Linked DNA regions of Sus scrofa: region 2 is linked to region 1. The links are chromatin contacts, called in public Hi-C maps. All regions are on one chromosome and are shown on one strand. Each heading gives the region's core, a stretch centred on a gene start, on an enhancer-like site or on the middle of the called end of the contact. The rest is flanking DNA. Distances are from core to core; before and after follow the strand shown. Region 1 holds the start of PPP1R11 (protein phosphatase 1 regulatory inhibitor subunit 11). Region 2 holds the start of RNF5 (ring finger protein 5).

Region 1 (7,008 bases), core at 2,489-4,988:
CCTTCTAGGTTTCTGGTTTTACATCACTTCACCCAATGTGAAGATTGCCTTTACTTTCTTGACATCTCATTAATGGATTAAAATATTTATGGTTATATCTTTTGAGAGCATTTTTTCCCCAGTCTGACCTATTTATTTTCTAACTTTTTTTTAATGGTATTATTTTTTCTGCGTATTTTTTTCTTGGGCCGCTCCTGCGGCATATGGAGATTCCCAGGCTAGGGGTCCAATCGGAGCTGCAACCACCGGCCCATGCCAGAGCCACAGCAATGCGGGATCCGAGCGCGTCTGCAACCTACACCACATTTCACGGCAACGCCGGATTCCTAACCCACTGAGCAAGGCCAGGGATCAAACCGGCAACCTCATGGTTCCTAGTGGAGTCGTTAACCACTACGCCACGACGGGAACTCTCTAACTTTTTTTTAATGAGCATAAGTTTTTAATTTTTATGAGGTCTGGTTTATCTTTTTTTTTTTTTTCTTTTCTTTTATGGCGAGTGCTTTTTTGTTTTCTAAGAGATCTTGGCATCCTTCATAATTTGCAAGCTAATTTCTTAAAATTTATTTGTCTTTTTTTTGGGGGGGGTGCACCCATGGCATATTGAAGTTCCCAGGCTAGGGGGAAAATCAGAGCTGCAGCTTCTGACTTACACCACAGCCACAGCAATGCCAGATCTGAGCCACATCTGTGACTTATACCACAGCTCATGGCAACACTGGATCCTGAACCCACTGAGTGAGGCCAGGGATCAAACCTGCGTCCTTATGGATACTAGTCCGATTTGTAACTGCTGAGCAATGACAGGAACTCCAATCCCAGCATTTTTAGTTGTCTTGAATTTGTGGAGGGTTGTTTAGAAGAGCTAGTCTTCCACTGTCATAAATGAATCCTTTTTTGATTATTTAACTGTCTCACCTTACACTGCTAGACTCTCTTCCTTTGGCCAAATATAACAAGTTCTTTCGTTCTCTATAGGTTCCAGGAGAAAGAAGACTCTTGACTTTTTTTTTTTTTTTGAACGACTTAACAGTCCCTCCTTCTCCTCTTCCTTGGAAAGTGAAGAATGTTGGATTCTTAGATCCTCTGTCCATTTCCTGACTGCAGTGTTTTTCTCCCAGAGGAAAAGCAGATCATCACATGGGGATTACTGTTGTCCCAGAGTGCTCCTACCCCAGTTGTTTCTTTATTAAAATAATATTTTTCTATTAAGAGCCAGACATATGTGTGTTATTTATAATGTGTCTTGTTCCAAAAGAAATTTATGTTAGCTTACAGAGATATATTTGTTCTTTCAACAAATCTATCAGCTGCAAAAAAGAATATAAATTAGTACATCAAAAAGAAAAAGAAGGACCAAAAAAAATGGAGCCAGGAATGAGGCTAATATAAAAAGGCAACTATAAAAAAAATTTTTTTTAAAAAGGCAATTGTAAGTATTCCCTAATTATCTAAATTTATTTGGAGTTAAATCTGACACCAAGAGATACTGGTGGACATTTTAGAAATTTTTTTTTTTTTTTTTTTTTGTCTTTTTGCCATTTCTTGGGCCGCTCCCGCGGCATATGGACGTTCCCAGGCTAGGGGTCCAATTGGAGCTGTAGCTGCCAGCCTATGCCAGAGCCACAGCAACACGGGATCCGAGCTGCGTCTGCGACCTACACCACAGCTCACGGCAACGCCGGATCATTAACCCACTGAGCAAGGGCAGGGACCGAACCCGAAACCTCATGGTTCCTAGTCGGATTCATTAACCACTGCGCCACGACGGGAACTCCAGAAATTGTTTTTTTATTGCTCTTGAGATAAAGGTTGTGTGTGTGTGTATTCATTGTAATAGATTCATGTAAAGAAAAGTAAAAAAAAAAAAAAAAAGAAATCAAGAGTTTTGTTTTTTCTTTATAGGCCACACATGTGGTATGTGGAAGTTCCCAGGCTAGGGGTCAAATCTGAGCTGCAGCTGCCATCCTACGCCACAGCCACAGCAACACCAGATCTGAGCAGGGTCTGTGACCTACCCCACAGCTCACAGCAACGCTAGATCCTTAACCCACTGAGTGAGGCCAGGGATCGAACCTGCATTCTCCTGGATACTAGTCAGGTTCATTACTGATGAGCCACAATGGAAACTCCCAGAGATTTTTTTTTTTAATGGGTTTAATTCTATATACTGAGTTGCCTTGCTTTTTTTTGGTTTGGATCAAAAACATAAAAGGGAAACAAATACTTAGTCCAGGAACAATAAACATTCAAATTTCAAATGTCTGGGAATCAATATTCCTGCATTTCTTGGTTTAAATAATGGTAATGATTATCTTGTAATTGTGTGGCCCTTTATATATTAGGAGTCTCAAACATACACTTATTTGACCCCACAACAGCTTAGAGGAATGAGCCGGGCAGTCCTCCACACTACGTTTAACCAGTTGTGGTAGCTGACTTTCCTGCCGTACTCCTGAAATCTAAAAAAAACCTGTTCCTGTTTCTACCCTACTTTAAACTTTTCCCTAGTCTATAACGCTGACTGGGTAAAGCCCCGGTTTCTTAGCAAAGCACACAGGGAGGGCCTCCCGTGTGGCCATGCCCACCCATCAGTTCTTGTCTGGCACGCCCCTCACGTCCCCACAGTACAAAAGTGAGTTTCCTTCCGTGCAAGCAACTACGACTTTGTAGGTTGTTTTCTTTACCTAAAAAACTCATTTGTCTTCTTGTTCTCTTTTTACCGCTCTTTTGCTCCCTGAGAAACATGCACATATTTTTTGTCTCATCATAAACTGGTCTGTATTACAATTTATGACCATTTCTGTGCTTAATCTTACTCATCTTCCCCCCCCCCAGGACAAATGTAGGCAGTAACTCAGTTTCATAGGTAAGTCTTACATTTATGTTAATAGTCCAGTGACTTACATTTTTGTTAGTATTTATGCCAGTCTTTCCCACTAGACCGGGAGCTAAAAGGCAGAATCTTGAGGGTTTTATGCTCCTCCATCTTCAAGTTCTGATAGTGACAGGAAAAAAAAATACAAGTTGAAGGGACATTAAGTGCCCTGCTCGAACACCTGCAGTCACAGGGCGAGGATTAAAACCCAGAGTCTTAATCAAGTGTGTTTCCAATTGCCCCTGGGTCCCCATTCTCTAGTTCCCAGACGAAACAATAAGGAAAGGAGGACAGGCATTGTCATTGCCCCTTGGTTTTCCTCGCCCTCCCACACACCCCAAGGGATATGGGGTTATGGGGGGTGATTGGGGGCTCAGCCACAGGATGTTTAAACCAGGTACAGCGTCCACTTTGTAGCTGCAAGTCATCGCTACCCTTGCCGTTCGCCGTGGTGCGGTGCAGGAACGGGTTCTTGCCGTTGATCGCCCCGCCCCTGCTCCCACACCTCAGGGACGCCTCTTCCGCCAAATTCGTGTCGCCTCCTTGCGGCGCCTGCGCACTGTCACATTACGGCGGAACTAATCCCGCGACCCTGCGCTCTGACGCCTTTAGTGCCAGGAAGGGAAAAGGGGGACCACAGAACGCGTCACACCCGGAAGCGGAGAGCCGGAAGTGGGGTTGGACAGGTTATCCCCAGGGGTGGGGCAGCGGAGGCCCAGGAGGAGGGGGAAAAAGAAGGTGGAGGAACCTGGCTACTAATCTGAATCCGATACGGATTCTCTTAGACCTCAGAGACACAGAAAAGAGAGAAGGGTGCCTCATCCCCCTTCCTCCCCTCCTTCCTCTCCTCAGCCTTAGCCATGGCGGAGGCAGGGGCCGGGCTGAGTGAGACCGTCACTGAGACAACGGTTACCGTGACAACCGAGCCCGTGAGAAAGGCGGGGGGCGGTGCTGTTTAGGGGTCGGGGAGCTACCGGGAGGGAAGGGATAGGGCTTTGGAGAGTTGCTGGAGGGGCTGGGCCTGGGGATGTGGGAGGAGTGGGGTTGTGAGAATCGCAAGGTATTGGGGATTTTTGGTGTGTCAGAGTTGGTGCAGAAGGCTGGTCGAGAAGCGTGTTATATATAGAGTTAGGATGTAGGTGATGCTGCTTGGGGGAGGGGGGCTTGTAGAAGTAAAGAAAGAACGGGAACTTGGAGATTACGGAGCAAGGGAGGTGCTGGGGGAAATGAAGGGCTGTGTAAGAAAGCATGGTTGGAGGCCAGCTGCAGGGGAACTTGACTGGAAGCATGCTTATGAATAAGTATTCGTTGAAGGGATGAATGCGAAAGGAAGCAAAAGAATGAGGGAACAAGAAAAGGGAGATGAAGATAGTATTTTGAGAAACCAGCGGAGATGTAAATAGAGAAAAATGTAGCATTTTTGCCAAAACAGGTTAAGTTGCTTTCATTGGGAAAAGATTGTATGGAACTTCATAACCCTTGAATTAAGGGAGTTTAGAGTAATAGTAATTGGAGCTGTCAGGATGGTGGAGAATAGATGGATAAGAGGTGGGGAGTGCTGGGCTTGAGGATGAGACAGGTGAGAACAGAGTTCTTTCTTTAATGGGAAAAAGAATAGGGGGTCTGGAAAAAGAAAGAGATCAAAGAGTAGGCATCGGTGACTGAGGAAATAATTTCCATGTGTTAATACCACCAAGGATGATTTGGGGAGGAAGATGGAGAAACAGCGAGGATTATATTTTCCTTTGAAGATTTGCTGGGACCTTCCCTAGGTTAGGAATTGTGTCTTCTCTGTATACTAGTGATTACCAAGAACAGGAGATAACATGTCACGATTCCTCTAGGGACACCCTGAGGTCCAAAACCTGTTCTATTTTATCTTCTCCCAGCCCTCAGCTCCTCTGGCCTTAGGTCCATGATCCTGACTGAGCTGGGAAAGGGAAGAGAGGAGCCCCCCCCCCCCAGCTCCCGCCCCGGGAGGTAGGGGGAAAGGTTAGTGGGAGGGGATTCGATAGGTAAGCCCATCCTTCTTACCTTCCAGGAGAACCGGAGCCTAACCATCAAACTTCGGAAACGGAAGCCAGAGAAAAAGGTAGAATGGACGAGTGACACTGTGGACAACGAACACATGGGGCGCCGCTCATCAAAATGTGAGTAATTGTTGGCCCACAGTAACCCTGGAGTCCTGGCTCCCCTGAGCATATCTTCTACCTTGTCACATCCACTGGCCTTCCTGAAGCCTGCAGGTGCTCACAATTCTGTCGTTGTCTGGGGGATTCTCTGGTGTCAGGGAGAGAAGGTTAGAGTTAGAGGGAAGGAGGTCAGGAGGGGCTTGAACTGGGATGTGCTAAGGCCTGAAGTCAGGACATATCTGAAATGGGAGAAATGGAGCTTTAGATTCCTGGCTGGAAAGGACGAGGGAGTTGGGTGCTTGAGTCCCAGGGTGTGAGCCAGGGCTGCTGGATCCTGGAAGGTAACTCTTCCTCCTTTTTAACTGGGCTCCTCCTTTCAAATCCAGGCTGCTGTATTTATGAGAAACCTCGGGCTTTTGGCGAGAGTTCCACGGAGAGTGATGAGGAGGAAGAGGAGGGCTGTGGTCATACACACTGTGTACGGGGCCACCGCAAAGGACGGCGTCGTGCAACCCCGGGACCAAGCCCCACCACCCCTCCGCAGCCTCCCGACCCCTCCCAGCCCCCTCCAGGGCCAATGCAGCACTAAATTCCTCTCTCCCCCACCATTCCTGTGTCTGTCTGGCCCTGAATGTATTCATGTGGCTCCTTGGGGACTAAACCCATGTTTGATCCCTTCTCCAGCCCCTTCCTCCCCTCTCCGGATAGAAGGAAACAGGAGAGGAGGGTGGACAGAGATCCCGGAATTCTGACTTGCTGCTATTCCAGAGCCCAGGCTTCTGGGTTCTCTGAGTCCTCATTTCTCTTCCCAGTACCCAGCTTCCTCTCTCCAGGGATCCAGGCATCTTGGTCCCAATCTCTTCCCTTTGTTCTCACTGCCAAACTGCCTGTCCTGGGATCCAGTTATCCTGGCCCCATGCACTCTCCACTTGAGTCCCAAACAGTTAAACTGGGTTTCCAACAGCCCCAGCTTTCACTGCCAGGGTCCTAGTCAGATTCCAGGCAACCTCGGCCCAGCTACGCTTGTTACCCCTGGCTTAGAGCTCTTCCACTGCTGTCTTTACATAATGCTAACTCTTAGTCCTGGCCTGTGGGATTGTGAGGTCTTATGAGAGACCTCAGGGCGCTCTTTCCTTCCTCTCCTGCCCACTCCCCTCATGCCCTTAAGAGAAGTTAGGAGGGAGAGAGGTCTTTGTCATGCTCACCTTTAATGGGTAATGGAGAAAAAAATTAAAAAAGTCATATCCTCTCTCCTCTTCCTTCTCACATGACCTAGGGTTTCTGACAAAGCTGGCTTCAAGATCAGTCACTTGCAGCCAACTGTTGGCCTTTGGTCTTCCAGGTTAGGAGACAGATCCATCAGGGTCCCAGGGAGAGGAAGGAAAAGGGAGGGAGCAAAGAGATGGGGGTTTGTCCCCTGTGCTGTACTCTTACCCCTTCCTTCCTAAGCATTGGTGTCTCTGCCAGCCCAGGTGTCCAGCTCTCTTGGCCCTCTGCACCCCTTCCCGGGATCTGGATGTCATTTTCCAGGCCTCTTGCCATGCACAGTTGCAGAGATCAAATCCATACCACCACCACTGAGATCTCATTTATTGCCACAGATGCACAAAATAAATAACCCAACATCACAAAACGTGTTAAATACGGGCCCATTTATACATATGGGGAAAGATGTGGGACTATATACAAGGGTGAATCAGGGATGTCGGGGAGCCGTTTCCAGGTTGACAAAGGAGAGGTAGCACCATTGGTTCCTTGTTGTAAGTAGGTCCAGGAGGAAGTTTTAAGAAGGTTCTTATGGGGAAGAGGCTGTAAGCATACAAAGTCATCATGGTGGAATAGACCTGGCCTGCCCCTCTCTCCCCAAAAGGGAGTAGTAAGCTTCTCAGAGGGGCCGAAGGCCGAGGCCAGAGTCAAGCCTCTTGTTGTGGGTAGGTGAGAAGCCTCAGAATGAATGAGGCAGGGAAGCCCAGCCTCAGAGCTGTGGAGAGGGCACTG
Region 2 (7,008 bases), core at 2,702-5,201, 1.6 Mb after region 1:
CACAAGCAAAAGATGCTGCTGTCATCAAATGCGTGCCTACAGTGCAAAGAGTGAGGGCAGATGATGTGCAGGGCAGAGCTGACCCTGTGCTATGCACTGAGCTCCGTGGACACAAGACTGTACCCAGGCACTGGAGGTGATGCGTGTGAAGGGACACAGGCCGGGGGGTCAGCAAGGCATGGTGCGTGGGGAGGGTTCTTTAGGAACGTGGAGGCCCAGTTACCTTCCTAACATGTGACATTAAGTGACCCTCTTCAGAGCAGGAATGTCTAAGGATTTACGTCCAAGGATTTATAAGCACAATGGAATGCCAACTGAGGTAACAAACAGATGGCTCACAAAACATACTGCCAATAAAATTATGAAATAAATAGTTTGTGTAACTGGGGGCATACAAGTTCTGGACGTGTCACATCAGCACATCACGTGCAGGGGCACGCATGGTGTGGTGTGACCAGGGACTGGGAACACACATGCAGCAAAGAGGCCAACCGTGACTGTGTGCTGGTCAGCTAAGCCCCGGGATCCCACACACGAAGAGGATTGCACATGGTGGGACTGTGGACATAACCTGTGAGCCCAAACAAAATCAAGGAGAATTTCTACATGCTCAAATAAACGTGCAAAAACATTCAATGTGCAAGAAACATGAAACCACATAATAGACACAAAAGATAACACACACACACACATGGGAACATGATGAGACGACGTGAGGCAGGGACATAAGATGTGAGAGGAGGCAATTCTGATGGAAAATAACCCATCGTTTCTCCACGGCCTGTGGACAGCATAGGACAACCCAGCTGCACACAGCACACAAGCCATTAAACATGTCAAAGGCACACCCACTCAGTGTGGAAAACATGGCCCCCACAAGGCATCTGTGTGTCAGTAAGGGTCGGGCACAGCACGGAGGCCACTGAGAAACAAGAGGTTCTGTGCCTAGACAGAAACAGAGGTGTCTGAGGGCATTCCTAGGAAGCAAATTCTGCGGGGGGGGGGGGGGGGGGGAAGAAGGGCAATAAACTGCCTTCTGCCTGCCCCAAGCCCCCAAGAGTCAGGTGGGGCCAAAGGGCAAGAAAAGGAATTGGGGAAGGTGTTGGGCACTCCCTCTGCAAGATTCCCTGTCCACACCCCATCCCAAATGCACAGGGTCTCCGCCTCTCCTCCTTCTCAGGCCTCCTCTCCTTTCCCCAGCAACCCTCTCCCCAGTCGGCCCTTCTTTTCCCACCAGCCGTCTCCTCGGCCCGCCCTCCCAGACCCAATCTTTCCCCCATCCCCTCCTCCACGTCCCTTTCAGCACCCTCCTCCCTCCTCCTCCCATCCCTTTCCTGCCCCCACCTCAGTGGGGTGGGGGGCCTGGGGGGCTGGCCCCCTCCCCAGCCAGGCTGCGGCAGCGGTGGTGGCGGGTGGCTGTGTCTCTGCCTCAGTCGGGGTGTCGGTGCCAAGGGGGGCGACAGGATTTGGGGGTGTCCTAGCCCCGGCCGATGGAGGGGAGGTGAGAGTGGGAGGCTGGGCCCATAGCGGTAGGAATGGTGGGGGTTGTCCCCCCAGCTCCCTCCCTCCCTCCCTTCCTGCCGTCTCGGAGGGCTGGGGCTGCTGCTGCCGCTATCCCCCGCCACCCCTCCCCACGCCCGCTCGTTTCCGGGGCTGGCCAGGAAGTAGGGGGCGGTGATGGGCGCCCTGTTTTGCCAATCGCCGCCCGGGGACCTTGGCATCTCTTCCCCACATCTTTCTGTCTCCTCCGGCTAGCTCCACCCCACGAGAGCTCTGCTGGGCTCTGCCTCCGTGTCTCTGGCCTTCTGTGGCTTCAGCGGCACCTTTTTGTCTCCAGTTTCCTTTCAGCACACATGGCTTGGGTCCCTTGGTGCTGTATTCCTTCCTTGGCCAGTTCCTTCCCAGCCTGCAAAAAGCTCTCCTCCTACAGCTGATTGGTTTCTTCCTTTCTCCTGAACTCCCACATCTGCTGCTTATTCCCTCTGACTCCATCCCTTCTCCAACTCTCTTTTCCTGTTCCCTGTTCAAGTCCAAATATTTATCAAGCACTTACTAAACGCCAAGCACTGAGTTCTTCACCTCTCTTGTTCTCTCCAGGGCTCCATCTCACTCCACCTCACCCTGCAGCCCTCTTGTCTGATCTCTTTGCCCTTTGTCCCCACCACCCCCCACCACTATCTCCCAGCAGCCCAGCTCCCTCCACCACCACCTTCCCCCTTCCTGGCCTTTGGAGAGAAGGGATACTCTCAGGCCCTCTCCCTGCCCCTGTTCTTCCGTGTTCTTTAAACCTCAGTACTTTTTCTAGTTCTCTCCTTCCTATCAGTCTCCTTACTCCTCTAAGCTGAAACTACTCCTCCGCAACATAGAAAAGATGTACTCTTTTCTTCCAATGGAAACTGGGCATAGGGTTGCTTTGTGGAAAAGACTTGTGAGGAAGAATGCTGATTCCTTTGGGCCCAGCATGCCTCCTTAATTCTGTAGTCACATACCTAGCTCTCTCTCCTGCCTGTTGCCCTCTTTCCCATATTCCCATCGGCCCCTTATCGGGATCACTCCATCACTCTTCCCTTCTTGGTCTCTGCTTCTCCGCTCATAAACGTTTCCCCTAAACCTCTAAGCGCCTCCTAAACCCTTACCTCCCCTGCCTTAGGCGTCAACTAACATCTCACCTTGCCTCACTTGAGTCACGTGAGGCCTTTTACCGGGATGTTGTTGAGCAGCCCTTAGCCTGTGTCGGGCCTCAACCCTCTCAGACACCTTTGCCCTGCAAGCGTTTTACAAGCCCTGAGGAAGAGGATGTAAAGAATACTGGTGATGGGAAGACTGTTACCTAGTTCTGCTTCTTGGGCCACAGTGAGGACCACTGACTGTAGAAAAGGACCAAACTCGTACGAAAGGCCCAAGCTCTATAGCAGGTTGCCCAAGTCCCTGGGGGTACAGCTCAGAGGAAGACCCCAGGTCAGCTAGGCCAAGTACGTGAAGGAAGGGGCGGGCCTAACCCCATCCCGCCGCGGGTCGCCTAAAAAGGGGCGGGCCTTGCCTCTTCTGCACCCATTCACAAAGCCGAGGAGATTTTTGCTCTTAAGGCTTAAAACGGAGAGGAGGTCAACCCTGTTCTACTCTGTGTCACACTGAAAGGGGGATGGGCCTTCAGTTCTGCTGTGTAAATCACCTAAGGAGGGGCGGGCTGAGTCGTCCAGCCGAGGGAGATGGATTAACACCAGCGCCGCAGATCGATGCTCGCACCATCCAAACGTCGGGCTAATCCCAATTCTGCTCCCTTCTTCACTAAGAGTGAGGGGCGGACCCAAGTTCTGCTCTTTACGTCACCGAAGGAGGCCGGAGCCATTTTGAACCCTGCGACCCCAGTAATGGTCCTCTTTTCCGAGCTCTTCGCTGTCTTTTCCGATCTCGGCCAATCAGGGGCGAAAGGAACAACCCAATCAGCAGAGAGACAGAGAGAGAGAGAGAAAAAAAAAAAAACCACGATCGGAGGACCCGGATGAGGCCGAGCCGAGGCCTTTGAACTCCAAACCTCGCCAATTGTAGAGCAGTCACCATGGCGACAAGAGAGCGAGGTGAAGGGGTGGGATCAGAGAAGGCTCAACCCTCACAGGATTGGCCCTCCCCGCCCCTCCGCCGGCTGCGCACGCGCATTTTGCCTAGCCACCATTTTCCGTCTAGTTCTAGCCAATCAATTGCTTTGGAGCCTTACGCTCCAAAGTCCAATAGGAATCCCGACATTCTGTGAAGAAGGAAGTAAAGGAAAGAAAGGGCCTTCTAGTGGGCGAGGTCTACGTAGTCTGGAGCCAATTGCTTCTGGCCTTTGGTTATGACTGGCAGCTACTCAAACGAATAAAGCCCTCCCTGGCCGGCGACAGGACGTGTGGAGTTAATACCAATCCGGTGGCCGTGCTTACTGTCTGTGACTGTGTCAGCCAATAGACATTGTGCAAGGGCAGCACCGCGCAAACCTCTTTGCTCCCCTGCCCTTTGGACCAATCCTTTCTTTTGACCCTGTGGGATTGACAGGCATTCAGACCTATAGTAATTAGAAAACCCTGAGGCCTGCCCAAAGATCGTGGGCAGGAGGCGGTTTCTCGTTTGTTGGGGCGCTTGTACGTGTGTTTCGGGGGATTAAGGGGTACACGGGGGCGAAGCAGAACCGGCCATGGCAGCAGCGGAGGAGGAGGACGGGGGCCCCGAAGGGCCAAACCGCGAGCGGGGCGGGGCGGGCGCGACCTTCGAATGTAATATATGTCTGGAGACTGCTCGGGAAGCTGTGGTCAGCGTGTGTGGCCACCTGTACTGGTGAGAATCTGGGAAGGGGGCGAAAAAGAGTGGGTCTCACCTCTATAGTATGGAGGCTGGGGGTGAGAGGGGGCATATAGGCTTATAGATGATCAGAGGGCACATTCTCCTAGGTGAGGCCTCAGGAGGGTTCTTAGGTCTTTTTAGGTATGTGTGGGCGAGAGGGTCACATCTGTGCAGAGGAGACCTGTGGAAAGGAGTCATAGAAACTAGGAGCTGGGGCGTACGGTGTGTTAAGAGGAAAGGGGGCACAGGGGGTGGGCGCTGCACAGCGGTGCAGATGAGACCCGAGCCACCTTACCCCAGGGAGGTTGGGAACAGATTAGACTCAAAGGTCAGGGGAGATAGGCATCAGGTGAGTAAAGGGAGATCTGGGGAACGTGGGATCACATTCCGGTGAGATATGGGAAGGGGCAGGATGACAAACCTGGGGACAGGGGTGCTGTAGAGGAGCAGTCCCCAGAGGTTAAGGAATTATGGAAAGAGGGCCCTTTATTGGACATGGGAGAGAAGAAAAGGAGTAGCAAAAGAAGATACTGGTAAAGGGGGTTTGGTTTGGGATTAATGGGGGCATAGATGGGGCTGGGGCTGAAAGGAGATCTGGAAAAGGATGGTCAAGAGAACTGGAAATTAAGTTGAAAGGTTGAGAAGAGAGGGGGAGAGGAGCGGGTTGAGCATGTTGAGGGTGGACGTAGCTCTAGGTATTGGAAAGTCAGAGAAGCAGGGAGGCCAGTTTGGCTGGCATAGTAGAGGTTGTGGAAAATATGGCAGGAAACAGCAGGTAACACCTGGGAACGGGTGGCGAGTTAGGACCCTGAGTTTGAGTCTGTGTCTTTTGTGTAGCTGGTCTGACCTTTTTCTTTCCCCCTTTCCAGTTGGCCCTGTCTTCATCAGGTGCGTACTCAGAGGAGATGAAGAGGGAGATGGGGAGGTCTGAGGAGCTGGAAGACGCTTCTGTGTACTGGAAACCACTACATTTTTTTCCCCCAGTGGCTGGAGACACGGCCAGAGCGGCAAGAGTGCCCAGTGTGTAAAGCTGGGATCAGCAGAGAAAAGGTTGTCCCCCTCTATGGGCGAGGGAGCCAGAAGCCCCAGGATCCCAGGTGAGAGAGGGGAGGTAGTGCTGAGGGAAGGGAAGAGGAGGGAGTATTATTCCCTGTTGATCATCCCTCTCCTCTTCCTCAGATTGAAAACTCCACCCCGCCCGCAGGGCCAGCGACCGGCGCCTGAGAGCAGAGGGGTGAGTCTTGTGTGATTGCCTTCCTTCCTTGCCAAAGACTTGCCCAGCTCCCCACTGACGTTCTTCACCTCCCTAGGGATTCCAGCCATTTGGCGACACTGGGGGCTTTCACTTCTCGTTTGGTGTTGGTGCTTTTCCCTTTGGCTTTTTCACCACCGTCTTCAATACCCACGAGCCATTTCGTCGGGGGACAGGTAAGAGCCTTCCCTCAGCTGCTCCTGGCGAGCCCTCCGACCCCCGCAGCCCTGCCTCCCTCCTGGCCTCCCAGTGGCCGCTGCGTCCACAGCTTTCTTCTCTCCCACAGGTGTGGATCTGGGACAGGGTCACCCGGCCTCCAGCTGGCAGGACTCCCTCTTCTTGTTTCTCGCCATCTTCTTCTTTTTCTGGCTGCTCAGTATTTGAGCTGTGTCTCCCTCCTGCCCACCTCCAGCCAGAGGAGAATCAGTATTGGGGGTCCCTGCTGACCCTTCCTTACTCCCGGATCCTCGCTGCCCCCCCACACACCCTCCATTTCTGTCGCCTAAGGCCAACCCTGGCCACTCTCTGGGAGGGTGTGGGGAGGAGGGGCAACATCTGCAGGATGGGAGAACCTTTGCTCTGGACGGACGGCTCCCTCGAGAGCAACGTAACTCCCAGCTCAGGGAGGGGGAGGACCGAAGAGGAGGCCCGGCCCTCCTCCCTCCCAATGCTTTGCTTCCCCCACACTTCTTGATTTGATGCTGACAGGTGGGCAAGGCTCCCTCTGATGCTCCCCCCACGTTCCCCTTGTTGATTTAATTTAATTTTTCCCTCCCCAGTGTCTAATGTGGGCTCCGAGTCTTCAGTGCTTCCTTCCCCTTACTACCTCCTTTCTTACAAATTCAATAAATAAGGTGAGATGTATTCATGGGATCTCCGCCCACCTCTGTCCGTCCCTGTCCCTCCTTCTTTCCACAACAGGGAGCATCTTCTCCCTGGTGTGAGTGGGTGTTGGTGTGGTGGGGGGGAGGGTGTCTCACACACACACACACAAACACAAGCAAATGGGGCAAGATGTGTCAGGTGTTTACTCATGATGGCTTGTGGGGGGCTCTGGTTGTGGAGGAGAGCTTGGGGAGGCGGGGTGGAGATTATACAGGGGTGAACTGGTCTGGGGCCAGAACCGAGTGTGGGAAAAAGAAAAGGCAGAGGGTGGGTGGCCGTCTGGCTGGGGCTGCTCAAGGCGCTCCTGCACTGCTCTCAGCCGCCTCGGGATCCTCCGGCTGGTTCAGCTCCGCACGCTCCTCCTCGTCTTCCTCCTGGTTTTCGGGGGCCTTCCTGGGAGGGGGCGTTGGGGAGAATTCGCCGTATTTCCAGCACTCTGTCATCCTCCCCCCGCACCCCTCCCTGCTGCCTGGAGGCCCTCTGGCCTCCTCTGCTCACCTCTCCTGTCCTCTGCGTTGCCGCCTGTGCCACATGATGACCCCGACGAGCAGGGC

Evidence for each region. A called contact is a pair of places that touch in the nucleus more often than the background predicts.
Region 2: a contact with region 1 is called in a Hi-C map of liver, with 4 times the contacts expected there. The contact joins the promoter of RNF5 here to the promoter of PPP1R11 in region 1. A contact is called at or near these places in 1 of 5 promoter capture datasets (fetal liver), 2 of 47 Hi-C or Micro-C datasets (embryonic fibroblasts and liver) and 1 of 2 datasets of contacts at active chromatin or transcription factors (skeletal muscle).

What each region holds. Positions count from the first base shown.
Region 1 is chr7:22,630,336-22,637,343 of Sscrofa11.1, forward strand. PPP1R11 (protein phosphatase 1 regulatory inhibitor subunit 11) reads left to right here and starts at 3,739. Exons shown (of 3, transcript NM_001123166.1): 1 at 3,739-3,807; 2 at 4,920-5,028; 3 at 5,397-5,599. The coding sequence starts at 3,739. The coding sequence ends at 5,599. It overlaps ZNRD1 (zinc ribbon domain containing 1), which reads left to right. Exons shown (of 5, transcript NM_001168701.1): 5 at 979-1,222. The coding sequence ends at 1,003.
Region 2 is chr7:24,211,542-24,218,549 of Sscrofa11.1, forward strand. It overlaps RNF5 (ring finger protein 5), which reads left to right and starts at 3,952. Exons shown (of 6, transcript NM_001123224.1): 1 at 3,952-4,311; 2 at 5,187-5,205; 3 at 5,302-5,414; 4 at 5,497-5,551; 5 at 5,628-5,745; 6 at 5,856-6,442. The coding sequence starts at 4,172. The coding sequence ends at 5,953. AGER (advanced glycosylation end-product specific receptor) reads right to left here. Exons shown (of 11, transcript NM_001123218.1): 10 at 6,953-7,008; 11 at 6,579-6,847. The coding sequence ends at 6,748.